7 separate regions of the Mus musculus genome follow, and all the other regions are linked to region 6. Evidence: chromatin contacts called from public Hi-C, HiChIP or PLAC-seq and promoter capture Hi-C data. All regions are on one chromosome and are shown on one strand. The core of a region is the stretch at or near the end of the contact, and the rest is flanking DNA. Distances in the headings are between cores, read along the strand shown. Region 1 holds the start of Spryd7 (SPRY domain containing 7). Region 2 holds the start of Arl11 (ADP-ribosylation factor-like 11). Region 3 holds the start of Tnfrsf19 (tumor necrosis factor receptor superfamily, member 19). Region 4 overlaps Dleu2 (deleted in lymphocytic leukemia, 2). Region 5 holds the start of Trim13 (tripartite motif-containing 13). Region 6 holds the start of Ints6 (integrator complex subunit 6). Region 7 holds the start of Msra (methionine sulfoxide reductase A).

Evidence for each region. Promoter capture Hi-C pulls out the DNA fragments that hold promoters and counts their contacts. Hi-C and Micro-C count contacts between places; a contact is called where the count stands out from the background. HiChIP or PLAC-seq counts read pairs in DNA pulled down with a chosen protein or histone mark.
Region 1: a contact with region 6 is called in a promoter capture Hi-C map of pre-B cells, with 4 times the contacts expected there. The contact joins the promoter of Spryd7 here to the promoter of Ints6 in region 6. A contact is called at or near these places in 6 of 39 promoter capture datasets (3T3-L1-derived adipocytes, cranial neural crest, embryonic stem cells and 2 more), 5 of 484 Hi-C or Micro-C datasets (B cells, CD4 T cells, embryonic stem cells and 2 more), 4 of 115 datasets of contacts at active chromatin or transcription factors (astrocytes, embryonic forebrain, large pre-B cells and 1 more) and 1 of 9 other capture datasets (liver).
Region 2: a contact with region 6 is called in an H3K27ac HiChIP or PLAC-seq map of embryonic stem cells, with 5 times the contacts expected there. The contact joins the promoter of Arl11 here to the promoter of Ints6 in region 6. A contact is called at or near these places in 1 of 39 promoter capture datasets (hippocampal neurons) and 4 of 115 datasets of contacts at active chromatin or transcription factors (astrocytes, embryonic forebrain, embryonic stem cells and 1 more).
Region 3: a contact with region 6 is called in a promoter capture Hi-C map of pre-B cells, with 2.7 times the contacts expected there. The contact joins the promoter of Tnfrsf19 here to the promoter of Ints6 in region 6.
Region 4: an H3K27ac HiChIP or PLAC-seq map of thymic regulatory T cells shows a contact between it and region 6, with 7 times the contacts expected there. The contact joins the enhancer-like site here to the promoter of Ints6 in region 6. A contact is called at or near these places in 4 of 39 promoter capture datasets (cranial neural crest, hippocampal neurons, liver and 1 more), 7 of 484 Hi-C or Micro-C datasets (CD4 T cells, CD8 T cells, embryonic stem cells and 2 more), 7 of 115 datasets of contacts at active chromatin or transcription factors (astrocytes, embryonic forebrain, embryonic stem cells and 3 more) and 1 of 9 other capture datasets (liver).
Region 5: an H3K27ac HiChIP or PLAC-seq map of microglia shows a contact between it and region 6, with 7 times the contacts expected there. The contact joins the promoter of Trim13 here to the promoter of Ints6 in region 6. A contact is called at or near these places in 5 of 39 promoter capture datasets (cranial neural crest, embryonic stem cells, hippocampal neurons and 1 more), 5 of 115 datasets of contacts at active chromatin or transcription factors (astrocytes, embryonic forebrain, embryonic stem cells and 2 more) and 1 of 9 other capture datasets (adipose tissue).
Region 7: a contact with region 6 is called in a Hi-C map of uterus, with 11 times the contacts expected there. The contact joins the promoter of Msra here to the promoter of Ints6 in region 6. A contact is called at or near these places in 3 of 39 promoter capture datasets (the C10 cell line, liver and pre-B cells) and 1 of 484 Hi-C or Micro-C datasets (uterus).

Annotation. Positions count from the first base shown.
Region 1 is chr14:61,555,013-61,558,542 of GRCm38.p6, reverse strand. It overlaps Spryd7 (SPRY domain containing 7), which reads left to right and starts at 1,657. Exons shown (of 5, transcript NM_025697.4): 1 at 1,657-2,022. The coding sequence starts at 1,917.
Region 2 is chr14:61,308,326-61,311,538 of GRCm38.p6, reverse strand. It overlaps Arl11 (ADP-ribosylation factor-like 11), which reads right to left and starts at 1,786. Exons shown (of 2, transcript NM_177337.3): 1 at 1,602-1,786; 2 at 1-899. The coding sequence starts at 796. The coding sequence ends at 266.
Region 3 is chr14:61,045,274-61,048,519 of GRCm38.p6, reverse strand. It overlaps Tnfrsf19 (tumor necrosis factor receptor superfamily, member 19), which reads left to right and starts at 1,665. Exons shown (of 10, transcript NM_013869.5): 1 at 1,665-2,405. All of the region lies in intron 2 of Gm41167 (a long non-coding RNA gene), which reads right to left.
Region 4 is chr14:61,646,675-61,650,180 of GRCm38.p6, reverse strand. All of the region lies in intron 1 of Dleu2 (deleted in lymphocytic leukemia, 2), which reads left to right. Among named protein-coding and RNA genes, the nearest start is that of Mir15a, 16 kb to the right of the region's middle. Within about 2 kb of position 1,795, at least 436 of the 459 cell types and tissues checked have an H3K27ac peak or open chromatin away from gene starts, as enhancers often do. A contact at or near this core is called in CD8 T cells, astrocytes, embryonic forebrain and 8 more, where this site is marked.
Region 5 is chr14:61,597,662-61,601,194 of GRCm38.p6, reverse strand. Trim13 (tripartite motif-containing 13) reads right to left here and starts at 1,683. Exons shown (of 3, transcript NM_023233.3): 1 at 1,625-1,683; 2 at 1,300-1,401.
Region 6 is chr14:62,759,616-62,762,792 of GRCm38.p6, reverse strand. Ints6 (integrator complex subunit 6) reads left to right here and starts at 1,681. Exons shown (of 19, transcript NM_008715.2): 1 at 1,681-2,245; 2 at 2,550-2,627. The coding sequence starts at 2,135. It overlaps 4931440J10Rik (RIKEN cDNA 4931440J10 gene), which reads right to left and starts at 2,292. Exons shown (of 7, transcript NR_045503.1): 1 at 2,207-2,292.
Region 7 is chr14:64,439,445-64,442,652 of GRCm38.p6, reverse strand. Msra (methionine sulfoxide reductase A) reads left to right here and starts at 1,613. Exons shown (of 6, transcript NM_001253712.1): 1 at 1,613-1,943. The coding sequence starts at 1,808.

The DNA.
Region 1 (3,530 bases), core at 408-2,907, 1.2 Mb after region 6:
CCTTTGTGAAATTGCACAGTCATTTAACCTATTTCTTCATCTATAAAGTAGGGACAGTATTGAGCTTGAAATGTTGCAAAAAGTCTATCGTGTGGTGTGTGTGTGTGTGAGAGAGAGAGAGAGTGAGAGAGAGAGAAAGAGAGGATTATCAAGAGTACTTCAATAGATATAGAGGCAGTGAGGGAGAGGGGATAGTCTGAAATTATTTTAGCAATTACTTTGGGTATTAATTCTGTAATAACTAAGTCTCAAAGTAAAAAAAAGCCTTGGATATCTCCCTTAGTATCATAATATTTATTTATGTATTTGTTTATATTTTATGTGCATTGGTGTTTGAGGATGTCAGATCCCCTGGAACTGGAGTTGCAGACAGTTGTTGTGAGCTGCCATGTGGTTGCTGGGCATTGAACCCAGGACCTCTGGAAGAATAGCCAGTGCTCTTAACTGCTGAGCCATCTCTCCAGCCCTAAAAATATTTTTATAAATAGAAGAAACCAAAGTCTGAAATTTTTCCCTCATCCTATGGCTAAAAATCTCAATAAAGTATATTTACACTCAGGTGACTAAAAGGTTATGTATGGGAAACCATTACTAAAGAATTGGGAATTTTTGTTCAGTTTTCCAGGATTTGATGAAGACCCAGAAAACTTCCAGGGTGGGAATCTTATCTTGGAAGAGAGGTTTGAGCCAGATTCTGTTGGGACACCATGGGGTGTGAGGGATAACGACAGACAGATAACAAGTGACCCCCACTGGGGCCTTCCTTCGATATGGTAATAGGAAGCAGCAGACCCCCGTAAGAGCTGAGTTTCTCTTCACCCTCTCTCAGGGCATTCCCTTCACATTTCTAGGAACCATTGGTGCACCAGAAAGCTGAGTAAGACTGTCTGATCGGAAAGCAAGCCTGAAGACCTGAGTTCGATTCCCGGATCTCCAAGGTAGGGGGAAGAAAACCTATTTCTGAGAGTTGTCTTCAGACCTTGCCGTGGCACGAGAGCGCCTGAACGCACGTCCTGAGCACGAATATACAATAATGACTTTTTAAAAAGTCGTCTTTCGGCCCTGTCCCGACCCCTTCCCGTAGTCCCCTCATAAGGGTGACTGCTTGCAAGTCCTGGGTCCACGCAGCAATCAACCCAATGATAAACGCCGGTGCATGGAAAATGCGAAGAGCCTCGCCGCACACCCAAAGACCGGGTCCTCGGAGTCTGCGTGGCAGGATGCGGAGAGCCGGAGAGTTCCGACGGAAAACTCCCGGGCGTTTTATTAGCTCCATGCCCAAAGGAGGTCTGCCGATCCCTAAAAATCACTGCGGAGCCGCCCCAGGCAGCTACCAGTAGCGCGCCGACACAGCACGGAGCTACTACGGAGGCTGAGGCGGTCAGGGCTGGAGTTCCAGACCCTATAAACAGCACAGAAGGCCCTGTCAAACCAGCAACAACCACAGCCGCAGGGAATCCCGACGACTCTCAGCTCCACCATTCACCTGCCAGCCACAGGGCCTAGGGGAGGACGCCGCAGCACGCCTGCGCACGCCGCCACGCCCACCCCATGTCAGTCAGGCCACTGGCCACGCCCACTTTCAGAAACCCGGACCTTTTCCCCAACTCCGCCCTCTTCCAGGCGTCAGGCCACTGGCCCCGCCCTCTTTCAGTCAGTCAAGCCCGGGCCCCTGCTCGGCTCTCTACAGCGCCCTGCCCACCCGCCACACCCTCTTTGACTTGGGCTGGCCGCTGGCCCCGCCCACCTCCCGACACCGCCCCGCCCCTCCGGGCGGTCCTCGCTCCTTCGCCGGGGGACCTCGCCTCAGTCTCCGCTTCGCCTCCCGGCCCTGGCGTCGCTGTGCGGGCTGCGAGGCTCCCGCGACCCAGAAGCACTCGGGCGCGGGCGGAGCGGTGGGGCTGTGTAGCTACGCCATGGCCGCGTCGGCGTGGTGCTGCCTGCGCTGCTGCAGGGACGGCGGGACTGGCCACATTCCTCTCAAGGAGATGCCGGCCGTACAGTTGGACACGCAGCACATGGGTAAGGGCCTCCCGACTGGACCCAACCGCCCACCGAGGGCCGAGGGAAATGGGGCGGGGACCACGTGACCACGCAGCCCCCTGTGGCCTCTCTGGCCTCGGTCATCGGGCATGGGCTGTGCCAGCCTCCCAGGGCTGAATCTCTCAGAGAGGAGTCAGGTGTTCCCAGGTGAGGAAGCGGGGGCGCTCGCCCGCCCGCCCGCCATCAGTGCCCGGGTGTCGAGTGTCACCTAGTGTTTGCTGAGTCCTGTCTTCAGCACTATCAAATATAGGCTGAAGCTTGTTCTGGGGGAGTAATTTTCCCCTCACTTCCTGAAGCCCAAACAGGGCCGGTTGCAGAAGCCTGGAGTAGAGCCTCAGGTCGTAACAAGCCACTTCCACTAAAATCTCCATTGCTGGACACCTTAGTCACTGTTGGGAACGCTGTAATTTTATCTGACTCTCGCCATCGGGCCAAGCGATTGCAAAATAGAACAGTGCTCCTTCTCATCCATTTTTTTCCAGTTCCCAATGGCTTTATAATTAATTTAATAATAATTTCTCATCCAACATTCCCCCCCCCCTGTAGCATCTTTTTCTACATAGGATTACTTCAGTTCTTAGACCCTTTCCAAGCTTCTGGAATATTATCCAGGCAGATTTCCCAGAATAATTATTTCAGTTAGAGTGCTGTCTTTTTGTGTATTATTACAATAAACTAATGCATTTTTTGATTTCCCCAAATACCTCATTGTCTAAAAGACTGTATTTAAGTAACACAAGCATTCTTAATATCTACAACAAAACTCTTTTCTGCCCAGATAATCTACAAGTCTGGAAACATTGCCCATTATATTTTCTATTGCAGTACTATACGCAGTCGTCGTTTACTATGGTGTACAGTGCCACCACAAATTTACAGTCTCTAGTACAGAATTTCAGTACTAAATACCTTTAAGCCCCTATCCATCACTATAGACAGTGGATGTTCAGATCTTGTACTTTCTCTCAGGAAACATTTCTATTTAATTTATTCACTCAATGAATATGACTTTTAGGTGATAAGATACTGTATTAAGGGCTGAGATAAGACTGCAGGACTGTAGTGACTTTTGAGCCCATGCTGTGCTGTCTATTATGTAGAACAATCCTTATTCCTGGCCTTTTTCTTTTAGGAAGAACTAAGTGACCCATTGTATCTTTGCAGTTTCCCTTTCTCCTGTGCTATCCAGCACCCTCAGGTGCTGAGTGAAGAACCGGGATATGGTCTCTCAATTTCTTCCCTTCCGTGGAACTTTTTTCTTAACCTATTTTACAATAAATTGAAACTACCTTCAAGCTTGATGTGAGAATCACAATAAAAAGGAAGAGAAGTGTTGAGTTAGAAGAATGATTCAAATGCGGATTGGCCTTAACTTGAAAACATGGGAAACATACTGCTTGTGTTCAGCATAAAATTATACAACCTAAGGAATATATTTGGAGCCCGGCGTGGTGGTGTATGCCTTTAATCCCAGCACTCGGGAGGCA
Region 2 (3,213 bases), core at 537-3,036, 1.5 Mb after region 6:
GTGAGAATTTTTATATTCCCTCTGACTATTGTTACTTGAAGAACAGTTGATTTTCAGCATAACTGCCACTGAGAATAAGTCCTGAGAAGAAAATATACTGTCCAAGAGAATTGTGGTTTCTCGTGTGGTAAACTGAGCTTCCTTTTCTCAAGGTTCAACTGGCCCCGTCTGTTCATAGCCAGGATAAGCTGTTCTGCCCGCTCACGGGGTCCGCCTGACCCTGCTCCCTGTCCTGCTCCAGCCTGGAGTCAGAGGTTACTGCATTTCAGCGGGACTTCAGCAAATGCAGCAGGCTCTGCAGGGCTTCCTGCAGCCCCTGTCCTGTGAGAGCGCTGCAAGCCCGCAGCTCCCAGCAATGCTTTTGGAACCCTTCCAGGCCCAGCCTGTTTCTGATTTCAAGCAACGGCAGAGCACCAGGAGCCTCCTGCTTGTTGGCCAGTACCAAGAAGGGGACGCCGGCCATGTTGGGGTCTTCCAGGACTTCCTTGAGCTCAGCCACTGCCTCAGGCAAGCGGGCTTCATCTGTGCTGTCCAGCACGTACACAAGGAGGTCGATGCCTTCCAGGTAGTCCTTCCAGGTAGCTCTGAGCTGGGTCTGTCCCCCAATGTCCCAGAGAGTCAGTGACACATGTCCAGGAGCCTCAAGAGGCTCTACATTAAAACCAACAGTGGGTAGGGTGTCCACCAGCTGGTTTCCTTTCAGTTTGTACAGAATTGTGGTCTTGCCAGCAGAGTCGAGGCCCATCATTACCACCTGGGCCTCTGCCTTGTGACCTCTGGAATTCACAGAGCCCATGATGGCCCCTAGTAAATCCTCCTGCAGAAAGGCTGAGGACGCACATCAGCTACTCTTTTCTGAAGAAATGCAAATCCATGCATGCATGCACTGAGCTCCTACCCTAGAACAAAACAAGTCATTTTAGGGAAGGGTTTCAGACCCAGGCTGGACCCTGAAAAGCCCAGGAAGTGAGGAAGTGTGAGTCAACAGCAGCTGACTGGCCTCTGGTGCTGGCGGAGAACCACCTGAAGATGCAGAACTCCAGCGTCCTTCCTAAGTAGTTAAAGTAGAGGCGAAGGAAGCAGCAGCCGACCAACCGTGTTCAGGAGAGGCTGCAGAAAGGCATTTTCATTTCTCACTCTGTGGTCTCTGACCCTCCTGTTTCCTTCCTGGGGCCTAAACTCAGAAGTGGCAGCACACTGCATTCCAGAGAGTGGAGAAGCCAGGTCAGGGTATGCTAACTTCTTAGAACTCCTCCCAGGACCTGCACATTGGTCTCTCCAGTACCTACTGACAACCACTGCTGATTCAGGCAAATTTGAGTCAGAGCCAAGAACTTTTCCACACCATATAAAAAGCCTCTAGAATACTGTGTGCGTGTGCATGTTTGTGTGTGTGTGTGTGTGTGTGTGTGTGTGTGTGTGTGTGTTTTAAAGAATTCTAACCATGAAGGCCTAAGAACTATCTACAACTTAGGAGAAAGTTAGAGAGGCAGAAGGTGGACCATAGCACTCTTAGGAGTATGTGCATCAGATATCACTGAAGGAAAGGAAGGAACCTCATTCACTTCTGCCCTGAGAAAAAGAGCAAGAGTTAGAGTTACCTCTGTGGTTGCCTGGACTGTGGCAGACATCCCTCCGCTAGGGCACCTCTCCACAATCAAGCTTCTTTCTGCTGGTCGCCATGTCCCAAGAGCAGGATATGAAGGAAGTGTAGTGGCTGTTGCAATCTGTCCTGTTTTTGCTTCCTCTCTCGAGTGGTTAGGGCAGACATCCTCCCATATTGGGGGTGTGTCTCAAGACATCTCAGCTCTCCGTTGTTAGTGGAGCCCCGCCCAGCACCAGTTTCCCCAGTCTGAGGGACTTCACAAGTTCAGAGTTGTGTCACCCTTCCTTGTTTTCCTTGACTCCTGTGATCTCCCTGGGAATCCTGAAGCGCAGGCCACCCAGCACGGGCAGCAGTGGTTTTCTGGTGCTGGGAGACTCTTTGATTTGCAAAACTGTGAAGCTTGTCAGAATCAAAATGGAGTGACTTGTCAAGCCCAAACAAAAAAGGAGGAGGAAAAAATGAATTAATCAATAATTAATAAGTACATAAAGGAGCAGATCTTGTGCGTGCATGACTGATAAGCATTCATAAAAGACTCTGCTAGAACCACAACCTTACACAGACACACACACACACACACACACACACGCTCTCACACACTGGTTCTACAGAGATGTCTGTCCAACAACTGTTTAATTTTGGAATAGTACGACCCTTGTTATTTTCCTTTGCAGCCTAAGATGGTTTCATATAGTTATGCTCCTATTGTGTGTGTTCATGTGTATGTGTACATGTGGTGCATGAACATGTTTGTGTGGGTGTATATTCACATGTATGTACATGTGCATGCATATGGAGGCCATAGGTCAATTTCTGGCATGGTCTTCAGTTACTCTCCACTGTATTTTCTGAGACTGGGTCTCTCGGTGTCCTCACGGCCCTGTGCATGTCTGTGTACCTGGACCTCAGCCTTTTCCTCCGCATAGGGAGAGGCTCTTCTCCTAAGACACCTCTGTGGTGCTCATTCATTTGTCTAGACTGGGGTCCTCTGGCCGCCCAGTGCTGGGTTACAGGTGATGACACTGCCCAGCTTCCACAAGGTGCTATGCTCCTTCTGTTGTACGACAGGCACTTGGTTCTCAGAGCCATCTCTGCAGCTCATGGCTCCTCATTTCTTCCTTCAAAACCTTTCACCTGCCTCAATCCACCTTGAATAAACACAGTTTCCTCTGCTGCATGTATCCACATTGCAGTGTACGGCTATTCCCAAGTAAATGGCATTAGACTTCAGAGAGTCCCTCTGGTTAGACAGAACCACGTGTGTGTTAAATTGTAGAGTATAATTCTAAATTAAAAAAAAAAAACCCTCCAAAGGGGTGTGCGTGCATATGTGCATGTATATGTATATACACAAACACATATATATGTATACGTGTAGAACAGGGATTATGTTGAGCCTGGGTCAAAAGCTTATGCAGTTGGGCCTATTGGCTGTTTACCATTCTTCATAGGAGGAGAGGGCAGGGAAGGTCCAGCCACACACATCCCCAACCAGCTGTTTGCAATTCTTCCCTAACTGCATGTGGCGGTGGGGTCTTTTGGGATGAGCTAGAGGATGTAGGTTGGGAAGGATGAGGGGAGGAGGCTCCATCTACTCAGCTATGGGG
Region 3 (3,246 bases), core at 416-2,915, 1.7 Mb after region 6:
GGGCTCTAACATCAGGGTTGATTCATTTCCCACATGGATAGTTCTTGTCTCAGAAAAGACCAACTCAAGTGCATAGGGCTAAGGCATTTGAGCAACCAGTGTTGCTTTGTGAGATTCACGTAGAGCTGGTTTGACTGGCGTGTTCCTTGAAGCTGTAGCTTCCAGATGCCTTCTGGAAGCTTCTAGAAACATAAGCATCTGAATTCAATCCTTGCCCATTTCCCATGGGTGGTAAACTGTAGAGACCTGTAAGCAACTTGCTCACCCAGAGATAAGAGCACCTAGCAGTTTCCATTGGCTCTGGAACAGCAAACTTGATGAAGGCTCTGGGCATGGACCCTAGACCATGGAACATCTGGGTTACCTCAGAGAAAAGTCAGCCTTCTTGGAAATAGTTTGCCCCTGATTTCATGAGTCCTTGGAGCTCAGGAGCTCTGTAGGTACAGGTGTCTTGGGATAGTATGCAAAAGCATGCCTGCTCATTTGAAGGATGTGAGGCTGGGTACATTGTTCAATTGGTGGAGTGCTTGTTTAATATGCATGAAGCCCTAAGTTCAGAAACCATAATCACATAAACTGAATGTAGCAGTGGATGTCTGTAATTCCAGCCTTTAGGAGGATCAAGAGTTCAAAGCTGTCTTTGAATAAACAGCACTTTTGAGGCCAGCTCATGACACTGGAGACCCTGTCTCGAAAAGGAAAAAGAAAACAAACAAGTACAAAGTAAGCCCCATGTGTCTCAGGGACATTTCAGAGATGGAGGGCATGAACAGGCCCTGGGGTTCAGCCTCCACCTCCCACTGGGGAAAAATACTGGAAACCAAATAGATCTATTTAAGTGTTACAATGAACTCACAAACCAAGTATTTTGCCATCAAGATTTACACAGGAATCAAAGACAGCTGGAGATAGACAGGGCATAAACTATTTTTAAATATCACACCAGGAAAAATGAGATGCAACTGATAAGAGAAGGAAGTCACAGGAAGGAAGTGGGTTCCTCTAAGGGTGCTGCAGATGATATTTTTCAGTGCCCTTCTGCAAACAGATGCAGTTCCATCATATAATGGAAATCTTTTCTCTCTCCCAGAATAAACAGCTCCATGTTCAAAAACATGCCACATTCCGACCACAGTGCTTTACCAGCCTCGTGGGTATTCTAAACAACGGACACTAAGTTCCGTTTTACAGTACAGAAAATAAGGTGGCGATTTCTCAGCTGGATCCAAACTGTGATTTGTGCTTTGCCTGGGACAGAAGCTGTGGAGTGATTGCAAGCAAATGCTTTCCTCTAAGTCACCTTTCTGTGACTTTTAGGAGTCGCTAGAGGTATCCATGATTGCAACTCAGAAGGAAGGCATCCTTTGTTGTTGTTGTTTTATTAGGACCCCAAATTTAGATTAACAAGCTTCTGACCCAGGTGTCCAGTGAGCTAGTGGCGGTATCTCTGTAAGTTGTAGTATCCACTCCTTCACTCAATGAAAGCCATACTTGACTGGCGCCACCTGTAATACTTTCACCAGGAAAAGACATTTTACTAATTCTTAAAGACTTGTCGCAGTATGTGTGTGTTGGGGTGGGGAGCCGCGCGCGTGGGGTTGGGGGTGGGGAATCAAGCTTTTTAAAACGTTTGCCTGTGACCCTGGCGGTGTAAGGCAGGTGTTCGGAGAAACGGCCTAATTAAACACTGCTGTGCCGCTCTGCTGCGTTTCGGACTACCCTGCTCTGGTAGGGACTTCGTGCTTTTTGTCACAGGCAGCGGCTTGATGCTGTCTACTGGAACCTGCAACGATCCAGGACCTTACAGGCCCGGAGCACAGAGGCCCAGAGCAGTCCTGGTGTGTCCCTCCCAGCCAAGAGACACACTGCAGGGCTGTCGCGGGCGAGGCACAGACCAACGCGACTAGAAATCAGGCTGACTGGCTTCTCCCGGCCAGCCCCACGGCACGGCATGATGTCATGGGAGCTGCCACTCAGCGAGATGAAAGGGATGCGGCGCAGCAGCGCTGGCACTAGGCAGCCCAGCTGGGGCACCGCGAGAGAGAGCTGCAGATCCAGCCGCTCAGCCCAGGCTGGGGAAGCCTGCTCTCCAGAGCTGGGGCAGAACAACGTGGCCCACGTTTAACAAAAGAACCAGACGGTAGCGAACTTTCTAGATCTGCGCGCGTAGCGAGTAAACTCAGCCTTGCCTTTGATGCGCAGCAACTGATCGGCGATCAGATTACAGGCACTCCATCTCCTAGTTCGCCTGCCTTTGATCTGCGCGGGTAATCCATTTTCCTGGATTTGAAGTTTGTCTGGGCTTGCGCCCACACACATTTTTGGGAAGGTAAAAGCGTTTGGCGCGGAAGTGCTACCAAGCTGCGGAAAGCGTGAGTCTGGAGCACAGCACTGGCGAGTAGCAGGTAGGCGTTCGTGTGTGGTTGGAACTTTCACTGCGTTTTCCTCGCATGTTCAAAGGGGGAAAAATGGCTATCAGCTCCCAGCAAGCATGCCTGAAGCCAAGTCCAGCACCAGGCTGCGTGCACGTGAAACTGAATTTGATTCTTGATGCAATTGTTTCGCGGTTTGCACAAGAGTTTGATATCTGTCATGCAAATCTTACTTGGAAGTGAGTAGTTCCAACAGGACAAAAACAGAGCCTCGCTAATGTTTGTTGCCAGCAGGGTTTCAGACGCTGGAAGCTGGGCTGGAAAACCTCCTCTTACTTTATTTAGAAACGGTGGGATTCTGTTAACACCCCCTCACTCCCACCCCACCTTCCTTTCTCTTCCCCTATCTCCCCCCACCCTACGGAGCAAAACTCCTCTCTAGCAATCCTAGCAATATTACTACTTTATTCTCCGGCCTCCGGGAGATGTGAATCTATCGCACATGTGTCCTTGCCATTCGCATTCCCAAGGGAATCTCTGCAAAGGCATTTAGGACTGAAGCCTTTCAAGTGTAAAGCGGAGGAACTCGGAAACAGGGAGCGCCAAGCTGCGTTAGGTTTGGCTAAAAATACCCAAGCCAGGCTCTGTAACCTCTGAAAATAGGAGAAGCTTTGTTTACAGAAACACTCCCGAGGTTAATATTCTTAAATTAACATTTACTCTAAATATATAGTGACAGCTGTTGTGAGTTACAATTTGCCAACTGTTTACCAAAACTATCTGGCAATCAACAGTTATTATGTTACATGAAGTATTTTAGCCACATTTTCACTTCAATTAGTGCCCTACAAAACCAAATTATACTGGGCACCCA
Region 4 (3,506 bases), core at 546-3,045, 1.1 Mb after region 6:
TTTTTAAACTGTTGGGTTCTGTTTTGAAAAGCAACATTTGATAAGGCTGGAGAGATAGCTCAGCAGTTGAGAGCACTTGTTGATTTTGCCAAGGACCCAGGCTTAGTTTTAGCATAGTTCCAGGAAATCCCTCCTCTCTTGATGTTTGAAGGCACATATAAGATGCACATACACACATGTAAACAAAACACTCACAGTCATTTTTTAAAAATCCATGAGAATCAAGTGAAACATAACCAAACACAGCCCTATAGTCATCTAGGAGCAATGGCAGTTTTTCTTTTTAAAAACTTCATCTTAATTAGCCTAGTGGAAGGGACAATGTCTTGCAAGCAAAGGATCAAAAGATGCTTTTGTAAGAAAAATTAAAATATTAACTTCATTTTTTTTGTCCTGTTATAGAGTCATTTTTAAAGGCGGTTTACCTAGCTTGCTCTCACCAGCTGCAAGACGGCAGAATTTATAATCGGAACATCAGGTTTCAATAGCCATAAAACAAAAATAATACCTACTTCATAGAGGTGTTGTGGGCAGTGAGACACCTGATCCACAAAGCGTTTGATAACAATGCGTACCACATTATCAGTACCCAGTGGCTCTTACAACTTTTTCGGGGCTTCATACAACGGGAAACCTATCTGGTGAGTCCATAATTTACTCTAGCACTATTTTTTTTTTCTTTTGGAAAAGTACCCTAGTGACGTCCAAAAGATTGTACATCTTCGGCTCCAATCCAGAACCGAAAGCTCCGTCTCCAGTTCAGAATCCAAAGGCTTGTGCATGGTGGGCTGGTCGCACACCTCGAGGTCTGGGGTGGAGGGAAACGTCGGGGTGTGACAGCCGCCCGCTGGTCGTGTGATTGAACCGTAAAATTCCTACCTCGTGAGATGGTTCTAGGCTTAGGTGTGACAGATCTGGGAGGCGCTGGCGGAGGGCGAGAGCACGACAGCGATACGCGGTTTTAAGTTCCTGAGCGGCCACCCAGGGCTCGAAGGCGCACTCGGTGGCTTGGAGTTTAGTTAAAAGCGGTTTTTGTCTTGTTTTTACGAAACTCTTAAGATAGTCCCTGATTTGTTTCATCACTAGTGTGTCACCGGAGTAGTGTCCGAAAGCTGACCACCTCCACTGCCGCACAGGGGCCACGCAGGCACACACAGGAGCGCAAGACACAGCGGGGACTGGAACCGAGGAAGTAGAGAGCCTTGCGCCACGACGATCCTGCGCATGTGCCGGGGGAGAGGGAGGTAGAAGTTTCCGCATGCGCAGCAGGGTCGCGCGGGGGTGGGTGGGGGGAGGCAGGGACAGCTGTGGAGCCGGCCCGCGTTCCCGGCATGCCCCGGGGCGGCGGGGTTGGCTCTAACGAATTTGAATGAGGAGTCTCAGCGCTTTCGGCGCCATTTTCGAGTGATGCCTGATCTCATCAATCTAGCGGGAGGGAAGGGATAACCTGTCCGAGCCTAGCGCGACGCTAGGATCACGCCGGAAAATCCCCCAAAAATCATCAAAAAAATTAACTTAGAGCAGAGGGCAGTCGGTGGGGCTTCGCCAGATGCGGCGCAGTCGGTAAGAGCCTCAAGTAGCGAAGCGGGTCTCGAGAGGTGGCAGCGATGGGACCGGAGGACCGTGAGGGGAGCAGGGACCGGACTCGGGGTCTGCCCTCACTTTCGCGGCAGAAGCTCCCCCAGGGGATCCGGTTGCTGTAAGTTGGGTGTCCTCGGATGGGCGGCGTCCGGCCGCGCTCGGGTGGCGGGAGCGCGGAGCTGGGGGAGGGGAGGCGCGGTTTGAGCGGGACACGGCCGAGCGGCCGCCGCCCGACCTGTCAGCGCGAGCGGCCGGGGAGCTAGGCCGGCGCGGCAGGGTCGCCCGCGACAGGCGCCCGCCCGCCCTCCCCGGTGTGCACGGCGGTCCGGGCGCAGGCCGTCTCCTGCCGGGAAACTTGGGTCGCGGGAGAGACGGCTGCCCGCGGCCCCCGAGGTGCGCTGCGGAGTGCGGGGAAGAAACGACGCCGGCCGGGCCGGTCCCGGGCCGGATCCCGACCCCGGGCGCGGCGGATGGATGGATGGCCGCATCCAGCTGGGTCATTTTGTCGTTGCTCTCCCGGCGGTCCCCTCTCTCGCTCGAGGGGGAGGGGTGTCGGGGTGAAGGGAAGGACGGGGCTGCGAGCTTGCGATTTCCTGGCGTCGGGCTCTTAGAAGACTTTTTCCTTCTCCGGTCCTTGAATCGCAGCGTCTCAAGGAAAAGTAGCGTGAAACTTGGTGTCTCCTGCCGACAAGCCTTTGCACCTACGATTTAACGGTCATTTTGCAGTCCTCAACTTTCCTTGGGTACTCCTGACGCTGAGGCGGAAGAAAGCGGAGTTGTCTTTCCTTTGGGGGGGGGGTTTCTTTCTTTCTTTCTTTCTTTCTTTTTTTTCTTCGTTGGCTGTTGGCTTTTTGTCAACCCAGAGTCGACAGCTCTTGAATGAGCCAGTGACAGCTTTGACTTTAGGTAATGCTCGCTAGGTACTAGTCTTTGTGAAGAGTCCACGTTAAACTCTTGTGTCGCTTTCCTCCCTCAGCACCCCTAGATTAACCCTTAGCTCATGGGACGTTCTGCGGGAGGGTCGCACGGACCTGCCTTAGTGATCCTCTGCGGATGCTTTTGCTGCAGCTTCTCGGTTATTCGCCGAGGACTCAGGCTTCAGGAGACCCTCGGTGACTTGCTAGTCAGAGCAGGCCCCCTACAGAGCTTTCTCCCTCTGGAATTTTATCAGAACCCTGGATTTGGTGTGTGTCTGTGAAAACTGGGGGACCCGCCCTCATTTAGATCCCTTCCAGAAGAGTAGGAGCGCAATGTGATGTTTTTCAAATTGAGTCTAACGGAGCTCCCAAACGCCGGGCTTCTTACCCACTGATTGGCTGGAAGGAAGCGGGACTGGGGGGTTTGAATGTTGATCCCAGAGCTGATAATTCTTGACCTACGAAAAACTGTGTTTAGACAGAGAACTATTCAAATAAATACAAAATGTAAAATCGGAGTTTTTTTTTTAAGTTAGTACATAATAGAGTTGTTTCTTCCGTAAAAGCCTTTCAGATGGTTCTGAAATATATATATTTAAATGTAAAACTAAAGAGGCTGTTTTCAGAAAACTGTATTTCTGCTGTTGGAGTTATAAGACATTTCTGTTCTTCATTAGTTGAAAACTTCTCCGAAGGATCTAAGGTGTTTGGTTTTTCCTTTGATAAAATTTTTCCGTCTCAGTCTTCATGTATTTATTGGATACATATTAAGGGAAAATTGTTTCTTTCATTTTGATGAAAGTGAACTTTAAACTTAATCTGTTCTACATTTTTTTTTTTGTAAAAATTGAATGTACTCTTAGAACTTTGCAAATCTGTTTTTAAATGTTTTCTAACTGGGCCATTGCAGTGGATTTAAAAGTTTAGTTTACGAGTCATTTATGTTTCTTAGTTGAGAATATAACAAGTAAATATGCACAGGTGAGCATATATATTAATGCATTCCTT
Region 5 (3,533 bases), core at 434-2,933, 1.2 Mb after region 6:
GGTCTAACTAGGAAACTGTCACAAAAAGGGGGAAAAAAGATGATTTTCCTATGTTAGGAGCCGAGAATATGCTAATGGCAGAGGTATACTTAGCATGCTAAAGGCACTGGGATAGATTCCCAAAACAAAGTTTACTCCATAGATTTCTAAAAATCTCTTATAGTTTTCACAAATATGTTTTATCTTTTACAAAATGAGGATCTTTACAATACTATCTTCATATTACTTGAAAATAAATACAACTAGGGTACCAGAAACACAGAAGCATGAACTGCGGTGGGTCAGAGACCCTTTCACAGAGCAGGGCTGAGGTTGCAGCTCACTGAAAGCGCTTGCCCAGAGTGAGCAACTTCCAGACCTACCAGAAAATACATGGATGGAAAGAACAGTTGGGAAGGAAGGCTGAAGACATGGGTCTTCTGGGCCTGGACCTGTTACTTTCAGTGCAAAACACTGACCAAAATCAACTGACACTTGCAGGTTACAATCAGTCCATCACTGAGGTAAGTCAGAGCAGGAACTCAAGGCAAAACAAACTGCTCTCTATTCCCCACAACAATGCCTTCCACCATGGAACCCACTCCCAACCAGCAGACACCATCAAGAATGTGGATGGCTGCCTGTCCATAATGGGCTCCTGCTTAGCTGGTTCATCAGCCTAAAGATAGAGCTGCCCACAGTGTGCCCAGTGTAAATGAAGACATATCCACAGACCAATCTGAAAAACAATTACTCAGTTCAGATTGTTTTCAGGTGATATTAGGCTGTGTGAAACTGATGCTTAGCATTAAATAGGGCAGAGGTGTAGTTCCCGGGTAGACTGTGATAGCATACTCCAAGGTGTAATTTAAAGCAAAAAAAAAGGGGGGGGGGGCATAATTGATTAATAGCCCCATTGAGTCCTAGCACAAAGAATGCCTATATATTGACATTCTGTTTTAAAAGCACTCCTCATACAAATGTCTAGAAAGCTGCAGGAATCTAAAGCCCTGCTCTACAGCCCCAGTAGCTGGACAACTAAGACAAACCACACAGAAGAAATGTTGCTGGATTTGTTTCCTTTAGAGCATACTTTTTTTAAATTATATATAGTAATTACCAAAAAAATGAATGGCAAGCATGGATTTTTGAATCCATGAGTTTTGAAATATGAAAAGAACAAAGGCCCTATTATTAAAGGAGGTGGTGAAGATATACTTATTCTTTTTATTTCCATCTGGAATGGTCCTAGGACTAATAAAATCGGGTATTTTTCCCCTTCATAAATACCAGAACATAAAGAAAAATAATACGGTTTACCTTTGTTCCAGGCAAGTATATGCTTTTGGCAAGCTTACTATATTTTCTGTGGAGAGAGCCAGTTCGTTTTCCCTCACGTTTTGACGGTAAAACTGGAGAACACTGTAGAGAAAGGAGAAAGAGTGTCACAGGCACAGATCTGCATTCTTGGCCCCCTCCTAGCCAGGGGGCCTCCCCAGCGGCGCGCTGACCTTCCCGACCGCGACAGTAGCACCGCTGCCGCCAGGCCGTGCCGCCCGTCACCGCCCACGCAGGTGTCCCCCGGCCGCGGCAGCGGGGCCAGCGACTCCCGGCCCCCGGTCCCTACTCGGAGCACACTGCTCACCTCCACCAGCCAACTGGGGCCGGGCTGCGCCGGTGCAAAATGGACACGGCGACCACGCCCTCTGCTTCCCGCTGTCCCGCGCCTGCGCACCACCTAGGTCGCCCAGCCTCTGGATAAGTGCTCTGGTGACGCCCACGCGCCGAGTTTGGATTGCTGTATTTTTGTTGTTGTTGTTACTTGCATTTTTCAAGAACAACAAAAACAAAAACACAGCCCAACCCTTCACACCACTTTGCCTACTTTTCAGGACCCAGCGGGCTCGGCGATCTCTGGGTAGAAAACCATTGACCCAACTTTATAGAAAGGCACTACTTCCCAGCACTCGGGAGTCAGAGGCAGGCGGATTTCTGAGTTCGAGGCCAGCCTGGTCTACAAAGTGAGTTCCAGGACAGCCAGGGCTATACAGAGAAACCCTGTCTCGAAAAAAAAAAAAGAAAAGAAAAGAAAAGAAAAGAAAAGAAAAGAAAGGCACTACTACGGTTCCCCTCAGAGGCAGGAACTTTTAACTGGTTTTAAAATATCTCAATCAATCAATCAATCAATAAAAATAAAATAAAAAATAAAGAAAAACCAAAATAAAATAAGATAAAATAAAATAAAATATCTCGCCCTGATTTCCACCTCCTATGCGGAGACCGTGGTTACAGAGGATGAAAAAGATGGTTCCTATCCAAACTTGAAAGCCGGTAAATGCAGGGTGATGTGTGCTGGAGGAGCACGTCTACTCCCGCTTGGGAAGGCCTGGGCCTTTAGGAGAGCAAATTTGGGGAAAGCGCGGTTCCAAGTCATGGAAAAGCCCCTCTTGCCCCCTTCCGCCCATTGCCTGTGGTCCCGGCTACACCATTCCTAAGACCAATCCCTGTCATTTCTAACTTAGTCCTCACGAGAACGTTACAGTGGAACCAAGAGCCTTATCCTCTAAATGAACAGGTTTTCTACAAGGTGGAAAACCAAGACGAAGCTGTGGAGGGTTTCCTCAAATTCCAACGGCACGTGTAACCGTTTATGTATACCACTTGACACGTGAAGCGTAAACTGGGGTAAAAACCTGCTAGATCGGGGAGGTAGCTTCATTTTCTAAACTATATACAAAATATATATTATTTATAAGCCTGATCCTACAACTAAACTTCCAGCTCTTTAGAAACTTGTGTCATTCTACGGAGCTAATCCACCTTTCTCTTGAGTTCCTCCAAACCCAGCAGGGCCCCTTAGCGCTCTTACCTAGATTTCCGTTTTGCCCGAGTCCTGCCTGTACTCCACTGTTAGCCCAAACGCAAAGGATGATCTCTATCTCTTAACTGAAGCTCCTTCCATAAAGGCCAAAAAACAAAGGAGTGGGGGCCTCCATCCAATGGCTATAAAAAGAAGCCTCTAGCTCCTCCCCCACACCCTTGGCAGGCTGAACCACTTCACCACCAAGATGGGGGGAGGGGGGAGGGCTCCAAGACAAGTCAGTAGGAGCCAAACCACTTCACCTTTACAGTGGCTCAGGGCCACCCAACCGACATAGCCTCAGGTCAGAGAAAAGACCACAAGACTTCTCCCAAGCAATTTGCCTCAGCATTCTTACCTAAGGTTTTCTGAGGCACAGCCAAGCTGCTTCTTGTTAGGACACACCTAACTGCAGCTGATAACACAATATCTACCTAGTCTTTGATGGTTTGCTAACAGTTAGGGTTTTTTGTTTGTTTGTTTGTTTTGTTTTGTTTTTTGTTTTTTTGAGACAGGGTTTCTCTGTGTAACCCTGGCTGTCCTGGAACTCACTCTGTAGACCAGGGTGGCCTTGAACTCAGAAATCTGCCTGCCTCTGCCTCCCAAGTGCTGGGATTAAAGGCATCACCACCATGCCCAGCCTACAGTTAGGTTTTCTATGTACAGTAATCAAATATCTTGTAACAAACAGGTT
Region 6 (3,177 bases), core at 432-2,931:
AACACGGAAAGAAAAATGTCAGAGCTGCAAAAACAACTCTGTATTGTCACTGATCTCTTATTAGGATCTTCTTGAGATCTGAAGTCTTAAGCAACAAACACAAACCTTGGAAACTATTCCTATCACCCTCCATTTAAGGGATTGTTTTTTTCTTCCCGAATTACAATAATCATTTTCTGATTTTCAACGTTTTTATATTTTCTTCGAATACTGCAAACTCTTTGAAGACAGGGACCACAATTCATATATTAATTTCTACCAGCCCCAGGCATAACTAGCCTGCAGCACATCCTGGTTGTTATTTAATCAGTTAATAGTCTTACTCTCTAATAAACTCATGCCTGTACTATGGTTTATTCCCATAGAACAGTATGCTACTATTTACTGATAATAAGTTAAACAACGTTCTGAGGCTTTTGTTTTTGAAATATTAGGAAAAGCCCAAACAACAAAGCCTGATTTTAAAAAAGCGCCACAAGCATGTCACTACAGATGCCCAGCAGGCCAGAATTTCAGCAGAGAAAATCCGGAAATGCAGGGCCAGTGGGAGAAGCCCTACAAATACCGACTCTTAAAAGGCCTCAATGTTCCGAATTCAACTCATATTTCAGGCAGCGGGTCTTGCAGTTTCCCAACTACATTTGAGAACAATTCTCCGGACTTGCAGGTGCAGACTGAAGACTTAATATGACAGGGGTTGAGAATGTTTTCCGACACAACACTGGCAAAGACTTGAGAGGCGGGTTTCCCAGGAACCTATCTATTCTCTGGGTCACCTGCGCAACGTGGTCATCCCTTTTCACTTTTAAAACGAGGGCAGTGGATTAGGATTTGGAAGGCCCCCCTTTCATTTCTTAATCTAGTCTAGTGCCTTAACACGATTTGAAGAGAGAACTAGGTTGGAGAGGACAGTTGCTTTACTAGTCCACATCTGAGTTCCGCTTCGGGTTTGCAGGGTTGGGTGAGGCACTCCAGGGCTGGCTTCCTTTTCGGTGGATCCTCTGACCGGCTAGAGCCGGAGCCGAAAGACCGGCGGGGATTAATACCAGGTCATAAACAACCTCTCACTTCCCCTCCCCCGCCCCCTCCGGGCCGCCCCAAGGCCCGGCCTGCTGCAGCCGCGTGGGCCTGCGCGCTCCCGTATTCTTCGTCCGTTCACCCTTCTTGGCCCTGCGTTCTCAAATCGCGACGCAGGGCCCTCACCCACAGGTTGGGGGCGGCTTCCACTTCCCTTCTCCCGACCCTGTCACCGCGCACAGCCAAAAGGCCGGCCGCCTTGACACACACGCCTAGGGCCGCTGCCCGCCCTCCGCGCGCCGACGCAGTCCCCGCCCCAACCCGCGGTGCTTCCGCGGCCTGTCCCCGCCCCTTCCCGAAGCCCGCCTCCCGGCTGCGGGCTTCGGGCCGCCCGCCGCCCCTTGCGCGCTGGCTCTAGCGTGCACCCGCTGCCCCGCCTCCGCGCGTGCTCAATAACTGTCCTCTCGGTCGGCCTGCAGGCTTCCCCCGCCCCTGAGCTGTTTGAATATGCTAATGAGGCTGTAAGGACCAGCCAATAGGGCAGTGGGCCTGTGGATCACATGACCCGAGTACGTGTCAGGGGCGGAGCCTACGTAGCCCCTGCCCGAGTTAAAACCGGAGTGTGAGAGAGAAAAGCGCTTCAGTAGCGAGAGGGGCTGAGAAAGTGGTGACACCGCTGGGGTGCGGAGGGAGTCTCTCAAACTTCTCTCAACAGCCCCAGGGCCAATCTCCCCTCAGCCCACTCCCCTCTTCGCCAGATCCCTGGTCCCCACTCCCTGCACTGGGGGTGGGGTGGGGAACTGGGCCCGTCTCCCGCGGGGACACACACAGGGTCCGGGAGTGGGGACGGGACCCCCAGGCCGGGGGGGACGGACGGACAGACGGCCGCGCGGCCGCCCCAGCGGGCAGGCAGGCCGGAGGCGGGGGTACGGCCGGGAGGACCTGGGCTGGGGAGTTTCCTCTCAACTATCGGGGGAGAAACTCCCCATAGCTGGTGTTTTCCTCCCGGGGGCCGCGTTCCCCGCCCCGCGTATCGGCGGTTGCCGCCGCCGCCGCCGGTGCTTCCACCTCTGCCATCTCTTCACCACCTCGGGCCCCGGTGTCCCCGGCCAGCACTATGCCCATCTTACTGTTCCTGATAGACACGTCTGCCTCTATGAACCAGCGCAGCCATCTGGGCACCACCTACCTGGACACGGCCAAAGGCGCGGTAGAGACCTTCATGAAGGTACCGACTAACCCAGCCCCGGTGGTGACCCGGACCCGGTGGCCCGCGGGGGGCAGGGCGGGGGGCAGCGGGTTTACTGCGGGCTCCGCGGGCGCGGGGACCCCTCCCCCACCGCGCGGGCGGGCGGGCGCTGGGAGCGGGCTCTGCTGGGCCTGGCCCATGTGGGGCTGCTGTGGGTGCGGGGGGCGGCGGAGGGACGGCCCTGCGTGTGCGGTACTGTGGGGGCGGCCAGCGACCCTTCTGCGACTGGTAACCTCGCCTCTGTGTTTCCCTCTCTCCCGCCCGTCCCCACCCTGGCCCGCAGCTCCGTGCCCGGGACCCTGCCAGCAGAGGAGACAGGTATATGCTGGTCACTTTCGAAGAGCCGCCCTATGCTATCAAGGTAACAGCCCTCGCCCTCCCCCTCCCTTCCCTGATCCTGCCTAGCTCGCCCTCCCCGCCCCCTCTTCATTATGCTCCCCTCCCCCACGGCCGCTCCCGCCTCCAGGTCCCTTCCCCGCGGCCTCCCACCCCTCCCCAGCCCGGGAGCGTCAGCGAGGTGGCAGTTTCTGGCCCACCGCCGTCCCCTCCGGGTCCTGCTCGGCCTGGCGGCGGAGGCGCTACGATCAACATGGCCGACATTTCCCCTCCGCGGCGTGAGCGGCAGCAATGAACTGTGGGGGATATTTATTCAAGTTAGCCCGAGTGACAGCGGGGCCCAGCCTTGCCTAGCCCGGGTTTGCATTAAAAGGGAATCAGCCAAAGCTGGCAGGGAAGCCTGGAGGGGGGCTTCGAGACTTGGTCATCACAGAGTGGAACTAGGAAGGCCACCGATCGGTGGGACAGCTGTGGTCAACTTAAGAAGTCCTGCTGCCATCTGCCTCCCACTAGCACCGTCGCAACACCCGTCCCTTGCACACAATTTGGAGGATGTTATGTTAGCAAATTTCCCA
Region 7 (3,208 bases), core at 364-2,863, 1.7 Mb before region 6:
AGTCCTGAAAATAGCATAATTATTTTCTCTCCTCAAAAAACAAATCTCAGAGGTTTGATATGGTAGCCACAGCTTTAATCCCAGGATTTAGGAGGCAGAGGCAGGTGGGTCTTTGAATTCCATGCCACGGCTACAGAGAGAGACTTTGTAATCAACAAACAAGCCAGGAAACAACTCAGCCAACACAGCTAGTTTGTTAAATAAGGTTAAACTTGTATGAAGGAAACTTTAAAGAAATTGAGATGCTTCTTTCTTTCAAAATGCTTGCATGAGTATAGTACAACCATTAGGATCATTGAAAACATTTAAACAGTGTACACAGAACCCTCAAAATGTTTAAAGTGGGGCCAGAGAGATGGCTCAGCAGGTAAAAGTGCCTGCCACCAAGCTTGGTGTTTTGAGTTGGATTTCTAGGACCACAAGGCAGGAAAGAAACTTTAGTAAGAGACCCACTACTCTGAATAATAAAACTCTAAACAATGCTTTTACTTTATTTTTTTAAACTCATTTCCCCTTGGTAGGTAAGTAGAAATGTGTGTGTGTGTGTGTGTGTATATATATATATATATATATATCTTACATACTAAATATTATGGACTGTGGTTCTGGGATACCTAACATTACACAAGCAGTTTCCCTTAACATTACAAATTCTTCCGTTACACAGTATTTAGTTACGAAGTTTTTCTTGCATGACCCTTGTTCTGTCAACCACAAAACAGAAAAAGCAAGTCACTGTGTGTCAAAGGGCAGTAAATTACAAGTACAATTTTTTTTAACACATTTTTTTTTAGTGACCAGGCCCTCTTCAAGCCTGGACGGGACATCTTGGATCTTGGGATGGTTTCAGGCAAGGCCTCGTAGAAAGAACCTGCTTGGCATAATGTCACAGCAAAAGCAAGCCACAAGTAAACTGTTGAGAACAAGTTGGCCCAGGAGACTTTTACATTATAAGACAAACACCTTAATCTGTTTAACGTTGTGTGTCTGGCAACATTCTATGCAGTACACTAATCCTAGTCCTTATATTACAGTCCCACATGAACACAAAGTGGTAACTAAACCCACGGAGAAGCTTAGCTTCAAAGCTTCAAATCCCTGTGGGCGCTAATCCTCAGTTCCTTCCTTCATGTGAGACTACCCGCCCATTTTGGCAGTGTGTAAATCAAAAATCTCATACAGGACCTCTGAAATCACTCATCTGGTCCTAGCCACCTAAAGATTAAGGCTAGAGATTCAGTTTAGGAATATTCTCTCATAATTTCTGAAGTCCGTCTGGTCCAACTTCACCATTAACTTCATTCACATAAAGCGTTTAACAATGTATTTGTGCCTACATTGTTTACTTTATGGGCTGTGAGATGCGCTGAAGAATGTATTTATACATTTATACACGTACACACACTATATGTTTATATTTCATGTTGAGTACTTGATCCTTTGTGGTGTTGAGAATTGTGCTTTGGTTTCACTTTGGATCGATGTGACTTATCAAGATGGTTCCGATAGAAATAGACAAATTTCCTAGCTGTCCATCTAGCCATCCTCTTATAGGTCTGCCTTTCTTCTAGCTCGCTGCCTTTTTATGCACACACATTGATTTCCCTTTTCTACTTTGTGGTTGAGTGAGTACATCGCACCCGGAACCCTGGCTGCGGAGGTGGAGAAACGGCAGCAACTCTGACCTCCCGCGGTGGCGCCCAGCCAGCATCAATTTTGGCCCGCGCGGCTTCACGTACTCTGGGAACTTTGTCCCTCAGAGACAGCCAGGCCTGGAGGTCTGCCCCGCGAGACGGACACGCCGCCCATGCTCTCCGCCTCTAGAAGGGCTCTCCAGCTCCTCTCTAGCGCCAACCCGGTACGGAGGATGGGCGACTCAGCTTCGAAAGTCATCTCCGCAGAGGAAGCCTTGCCGGGACGCACCGAGCCGATCCCTGTAACAGGTAAGGTGGCACGGCTGCTGAGCATGCGCGTGGAGCCTGCGCACAGCGCCCTCCCGGAAGAAGACGTGCGGGACCGCGGGTGGGTCCCAGGTCGGAGTCTACGCGTGCGCAAAGAAGCAGCGAATCCCCCCCTCCCCCCAGTTCTCCCGCCCCCCAGCCCGGGAAGGGCGGGAGCTCAGCTGGGCAGTCTCCTGCCTGCGTGCTTCTCTTTGTTTGAGTCTCGCTCTGAAAGACTTTAGCGTTGGGATCGACCCAGCCCGTTTGCTGGTCTGCAGCTCCGTATTTGGGGCTAGTGGAGTCTGGTGGGAGCCCAGCCTTAGTCTTCCTTTTCACCTAGGCCTCTAGGAGCGTCTAGCGGTGCCAGTTCATGGAAGCGCTGGAGGCAGACCTAACAACGCTGGGAACTTAGGTTTTGAAGTGTAATTTTCGGCCAGAGCTGGTTGCAAGAACCCTCCCCAGTTTGTAGTTATTTCAAGGGCATGCTGGGTTGTCTCCCCCGTTTGCAGAAACTCCACGTGCTATGGATGAAGCCTCTAAGAGGTGTCTGTGTGTGCTCCCTTAAGCCCCAGGCGCACGTGAGAAGATCAGCTGATTACCTGTGTGACTCAGTTTTCTCCTTGCACCACTTAGGACCTAGGAGTTGAAATCGGATTGTAGTTCTTGTTGACCTTTTACCTTGTCAGCCCTATTGTAATGTTTCTAACCCCCCACTCTTGGGAGTATTCGTTCCTGAAAGGTTCTCACTGTTCCCAGTACAGAATCCAAGTTCATGTGCTTTCCACTTGGAAAGGGACCTGAATATTTTAGAAAGAGTGGGGACAAAGAGAATGACTTATTTGGTAAGTTAGCAAAACCAGAAGAAGGTGGCCAGGTAAACTGTTTTTTTTTTTTTTTTTTTTCAGGCTCCATTTATCTTCAGGCAGAGAGGGTTGAGGAGAGGGGTTTAGGGCAGGAGCTGACAAATTATAGGCCTCTAGGTATCTTTCTAGTTTGGAGTTAGGCGTCATAAACCTGGAGGCCAGCGATCCGTTGACCTGACCCGTAATCACAAGGCTACTGGATACTTCTGTGGACAGTGGAAATATCTTATCTTGATCTCTTCAGACTTGAAAGGGGAGAGGAGAGGCTAGGAGATTTTGCTAAGCCATTAACCTTGTGCTACTCAGTTCAAACAAACATTCCTTGAGTGCAAAGTAGAAATACAGTTGAATACAACATGGAGTTTTTGACGCTGAGTTTCCTTTGAACCATAAATACAGTGAAAG